Regions from separate parts of the Macaca mulatta genome. Here region 1 is linked to region 2. The links are chromatin contacts, called in public Hi-C maps. All regions are on one chromosome and are shown on one strand. The core of a region is the stretch at or near the end of the contact, and the rest is flanking DNA. Distances in the headings are between cores, read along the strand shown. Region 1 has its middle 180 kb from the start of UBASH3B. Region 2 overlaps LOC106993508 (a long non-coding RNA gene).

What was found. Hi-C and Micro-C count contacts between places; a contact is called where the count stands out from the background.
Region 1: a Hi-C map of fetal cortical plate shows a contact between it and region 2, with 2.0 times the contacts expected there. The contact joins two enhancer-like sites. A contact is called at or near these places in 2 of 14 Hi-C or Micro-C datasets (fetal cortex germinal zone and fetal cortical plate).

Annotation. Positions count from the first base shown.
Region 1 is chr14:123,095,154-123,097,887 of T2T-MMU8v2.0, forward strand. No RefSeq gene overlaps it. Among named protein-coding and RNA genes, the nearest start is that of UBASH3B, 180 kb to the right of the region's middle. Within about 2 kb of position 1,453, at least 13 of the 40 cell types and tissues checked have an H3K27ac peak or open chromatin away from gene starts, as enhancers often do. A contact at or near this core is called in fetal cortex germinal zone and fetal cortical plate, where this site is marked.
Region 2 is chr14:122,962,820-122,965,980 of T2T-MMU8v2.0, forward strand. All of the region lies in intron 1 of LOC106993508 (a long non-coding RNA gene), which reads right to left. Among named protein-coding and RNA genes, the nearest start is that of BLID, 150 kb to the left of the region's middle. Within about 2 kb of position 1,527, at least 12 of the 40 cell types and tissues checked have an H3K27ac peak or open chromatin away from gene starts, as enhancers often do. A contact at or near this core is called in fetal cortex germinal zone and fetal cortical plate, where this site is marked.

The DNA.
Region 1 (2,734 bases), core at 203-2,702, 130 kb after region 2:
AAGCTTGACTAAAATTATCTTATGAACCACCCAAGTAAACCCTTGCCTTTGTCTCTTCAAATGGTGTCGATGATCTGTCTATGTACACACACACCAAACTGATATAGTATCGCTAGCAGTGTTTCTTTAAAGAGGAGATCTTTTGGAAGGCAGGACACTCTACAGTAAGAGCCTTTTGCTGTGCAAGGTTCAGAGCTGTTGCTGTGGCAACTCCCACAACCTCGCTGAGTATCCAAATAAATAGTTTGTTCTTTTTTTTTCTCCCTATGTAAGAAGGGGGAGGGGGACGATCGATGAGACTTGCTATCGGCATCCATTTGGAGTTCTGGAGTCAGTGCAAAAAATTGAGGTTTCCTAAAACGACAAAGAAATAAAGGCTTTGGGAAAAGCCCACACCCCTCAAAGGCTGCAGATGGAAAATGGAAGGGAACTGTGTGCGGGAACCTTAGCAGGCGCCGTCGCTTTGAAAAGAAGCTCCCAGCAGCAAACACCCAGGCAGAAAGAAAGCAAGCTACGGGGTTCCGACCCCACATTCCGGCGGAGAGCTCGGGCCTCTCTGCGGGGGGACACCCAGCCTCCTCCGGCCTGCCCCCCACCCCACTCTCCCTCCTCCGCTCCCACCGCCGCCGCGTCTAAACAGCCCAGGATCTCCGGTTAAACAAAGAGAGTGGTATGCCCTAAAAAAAAAAAAAAAAACTTTTATTTTCGTGTAATAGGTGATATGTGGAAAATTAATTACAGGAAATAGCACAGCGAAAGGCAGCAGCGGCATTCGTCTTTAAATGGATATGGTCCCCCCCTTCTCCGCCCCCCTCCTGGCTCTTCCTCAGCCGGGCGCAGACAGACACCGCCCCTACCCTCCCCCCAAACTCTTTTATTATCAGTTGAATCACGTCTCGTGCCAAGCAAAAGGTCATTTCAGGTCATCTTGGAGATGAAAGGACGGGTAATGTATGTGAAGGTGCGGGAATTGGCAAGCCCCCCAAAAATATACATATACATATATACATATACATATACATATACGTATACATATACATACACATATACGTATACATATACATATACATACACATACAGAGAGACAGAGAGAGGTGGGCAGCAGGGGGGCGCGCGGTAGTGGGGATGTGAGAAGCGCCAGCATTCTAACAAGAACAGAGTGATGCCAGAAAGACACAGGAAATGTTTCAAAGCATGACAAGCACTATCCAATCTGTAGCTAATTCCTTATAAAAATAAGAATGTGGCTTATAATTGTGAGATGCCTGGAGGGTAATTAAAGTTTCTAATTGTTCTCATCCAGAATCTCATTTTTGACCGTTCATCAGAGAGCGAGAGATGCCGCCCATTGCGAAAGTGCACGTTCTGGAAACGTGCTGCATCTGCGGGGCTTTGGGGAACGTGCTCTGCTGGGGCAGGGAGGCGGGACATATCAGACTGAGAGCCTCCAACAGAAGGGGGTTGGGGGCAGAGGGTTGGCCTGGTCCAGTCACCCTCTTGAAGGGGATTTAACCACCAGGGTAGTGGGCAGTATATTTAGGCTGTTTCGGTAGCAAGCACAGATCTCTTTGTTTGGAGATAAGAAAAGAAAAAAACGAAACAAAACTACCTCGCATAGAGTTGTTGTTAATGTTTTCCCTACACAGTTTACTGGGTAGGGATGGCATGGTTTTTTATTTCTCTACTAAAAGAGACGCCACTACCTCCTTTGAGTTTGTAATTCAATGCCATTTCAATAAAGACAATTGGCTCTCGCGCTCTCTGAATTCTTGCCAAGCATTTTCCCTTTTCTTTTCCTTCCCACTGCTGTATTTGAATGTCCTGTATTTGTCTCACCAATTTTTTTTTCTAAGAAGCAAGGTCTTTTTTTTTTTTTTCCCAATAACGCAGATGCCAACAGCAATCTATCAAGCGAATGGGAGGTTTGGGTAATAAATCGTTTGCTCCTAGATACGAGAAGTTTCTTACATGGCAACTCCCCCTATGGCCTCCGCTGCCATGGGCTCCGCTCCACTCCCTCTTCTTACTAGTCAAACTCCATCTACCAGCCCCCATTCTTTCCACACCCACAGCATTTCAAACAGGAAGGCTTCTGAGGCAACCAGTTAAAGGTAAGCTGATTAGTGACAGGTTCTGTAATAGTAAAGCCAATGAGATTTGGTGAGATTCATCTGTTACCCCACCCGTCCTGGAAAATAGCTTTTTACAATGGTTATCATCTCAATGTGTGGCACCTGCTACAGAAACCGGCCTCCATACATGCCTATTCCCCAACTCACATCATTATAAAGGCATACTCACTGAAGTTATACTGGCTTCCTCATTACTAGAGTCATGTGTTTCTAAACAAATAAGTCATTTCTGTAACTATTGTAGTTGCTAGCAGCAGAAAGCTCAACGTCCTAAGGGTTTGAAGGGAATGGACTCAGTTCTTGACAAAATGGTATTCGTATAGTTGGGGTGTAGGGAAGTGGTTATTGTGCAGAATGAAGGGAGGAAGGAATAGAGAGTAGTCCACAGGGTCGAGCAAGATACCTTGATTTAGCTGAAGTCAGCAGCTGCCTGATTAATAATGGAAGTGCTGTTAATAAGTGGATGAGGATTGGCTGATGCTTACACCAGTCAGAGGACGTGGCACCCCCAAGTAACCAATAAGACTTCTCAGGCATTCATCCTTTTCCATTGGTTACATGCACCCTGATGAAAAACCCCAAGGCAAATCTGATGATGTCGG
Region 2 (3,161 bases), core at 277-2,776:
TCAACACCCACTAGAACTGAAATTAACTATACGGTACAGTTCTTTGTTCATTTCAGTGGTTTTTATGAAAAGAAGCTAAGAAAATAGTGATTAAAAAAGGAAAGCTAAATATTTAGCTGTAGAAAAGCATATAATAAGATTAATTTTCCTCCATAAATGAAATCATTTTGGTTTAAACGCAAGCCTGGATTTTGGTTAATGTTGAGTGGGTTTGTGTTGGGGGCTGTGTGTGTTTACTTGCACGTGTTGTGAGTACCGGCTTACATTGGATATGTCTGTGTTAACTTGTATTGAATAGATTCTGGGCTAACCACCTGAAACAAATAAAGACTTCTTTTATCTTATTTTACAGAAACCTCAAAAAAAATCAACTCTTCTGAAAAACAATGCTCTGCCTTTCAGTTTTCAAGGACATTAAAATATTGCTAACTTGAAAACACAAGAAGAAAGAGGGTGGTATAAGTAACAGCTGATCTCACTCACTTTTAAATATAAATCATTTCAAATGGAATGATGTCCTTTGCATCTGATGCTATCTGTGATTTTGTCCCTCTTTTCTGGTGCATGAAAAGCAATGCTTCTTTCCTCTGCACTTCTTGTTAGAATTGAAATAATTTTCAAGCAAGATATGGAAAATATCATGAAGGTTAACATTTTTCTCTAACTCCATAAACACGACAGAAAGTCTCACCTGAGCACAGGTATTCACAGCCAAGCCGTAGCAGAAGCTGCAAAACAGTATCACCTCATTTCCCTCTGCTATTCATTCCTTTTCTTGGGACTATCACTCCAAAGAGCAAATTGTTTTCTTCCTAAAGAAAATAGCTCAGACAATAATTTTACCCCTGTTAACTTGTGAGGTAACCACACAAGCTGAGAAATTTGGAACTAACACTCAAAGAGAAAACCCAAACAATAGAGCAGAAAAACTGAGTTGCAGGGACCGGGAATGAGAGTCTAGCAAGCTTTTATAATGAGGAGAGGTGTTAGAAATCAGGATAAAGCAAGTCCTTATCAAGATAAAGCAAGGGTAGACAGGGGGGCACAGGAACCCCCATCAAACCCTGTCACTTAAGAAAGAGAAAATTCTAACAAGGTTGAGGAAGAGAAAGGAAATGGTGCTAAATAGCTGGCGAGGTGACCCACCGTCCTGTTTGCTCCTTGGCTCTTGCCGAGGGGAATAACAGCCACAGCAGTGACAACGGAGTTCTAATGTGTCAGGTGCAACCTCTGCCCCGTGCTCTCTACCTCCCAAAAAGGAAAGAAAATCATGCCTCAGATAGAACACAACAGGAACGAGCAGGCGCCATCGTCAAGTCCCGGACCCCATCAGCACCGGCTGGTCTATGAAAGCCTCGGATCAAGGGTCCCATTCAAAGGCAACGAAGAACCAGAGACAATGGCAAATCAAAAACTGGCAGGGTTTCTGGAATAATTTAATTCCTCACTCCAGAATTTAGATGGGTATAGCAAGAAACACAGGCGAGAGCTCCTTCACACCAAGACGCGAGCATATGCCTGCCTCTCTGTGGATGTATTTTTAGACATAATATCATGGGGAAGGCAGCCTGTGCACTCATCAACAGCATTTGCTTCCTAACGTGGGTGCAGCCTCTTTTTCACTCTGAGAGTAGCTGATGAGCAGAGGAAGCAATCCACATTTCTCACCAAGCCAAAGGTCAGGAAGGAGGACCCCAAACCACAATCCATTGTCTCTGTGCTCAGAAAGCATTAAATACATTTTCAAGATGTGTTCCAGTATGAGGTCATGCCGCGTGGCAATTCGTTCACTTCCTATGTTTCCACAAATGACTTATTCTATCACCCAAAAGCATAACCAGAAAAAGAAATCACACCTTGACAAAGACAATTCAAACACTGTAGACGAAGGATAAAAATATTTGACAGGATATCTATTATTAATAACATGTACTAAACTTTTTAACATGTCTGTTAAAAGCAAGAGATGGATAATGTTTTATGTCAGATTTAAATGTGCTTTAGAATTGGATATTCCTCGCACTCACTTCAAGCTTCAAATATTTAAAATAATAAACACACACAAAAAATAGCTCAGCTCTTTAAAATGTGATAAACTAGAAAGGAACAACTCAGCCTTTGCAAGCAAATTAACCATAGTCTGGTATATTCTTATCTGATCTGGGGAATTGTCCCTTCTTGTGGAGGATTTAAAAATTTTTAAAGACTCTTTTAAATTTTTCATATTAAAGTAGTAATCAAATATGTATGTGGACATATTTATACACAGAAAAAATTCTCAAGTTAACTTAAACTTATGAGAGAAATCCAAGGAATAGTAGGTCAAACCATCAGAAAAGAAAAATAACCATAAAAGCAATTTTTAACCACCTACCAATTTCTAGTTTCATGCACTTCTGGAATACAAATGGACTGAATGGAAATGAATGAAACTAATTTTTCACAACCACTATATTGCAAAACAAAATTACTTAAAATGAAGAACAAACAGCCCACCTTCCATATTTTTGAGTCAGAATTTGTTTGTGTCAGAATTAGTTTTTTTTAAAATGTCATATGTAAGTAATCTATAAAAGAGAGTTACAGGATGGATTATTTCTAACTCTACAAATAAGCATTCTGAGTTTTGATTTTCCTTTAACGATTGAAACAGTTTACAATTTCACATTGTAAATCTCACTAGGACTGAATAATGCTCTCACATGGATTGACAAAGAAAGAATAATTCATGTCAGACCAAAAGGCTTCTTTCAGTCAGTTTCATGCAGCTTTCTTCCAACAGATCTGGGCCAAAACAAATGTAGAATCTTGAGCTGAACTATCCATCACATTTCCCTAGTCTTTCAATTAATGACACTGCAATCAGATCGATAGAATGTAATAAGAAAAGAGCTTTGCATTTCTATACCTATTAATTCGCTGAGTAACTCCAGCAGTAAAACGTGACCTGAAAGGAAAAACACTCAAGGAAAATGAATTCTCTTAGCATATTGAGCAATGATTCCCTGACCCAAATATGAACACTAGAGTTTCTATCTTCCAACCATGGTTATTAAGATCTAAGGATCAGATTCCCTTGTCAAGAGTGAGCTTATTCTTTTTTCACAAGATTCTCTGCAATACACTCACACCACAAGAGGTCTAGTCAAATTGGCCATTTT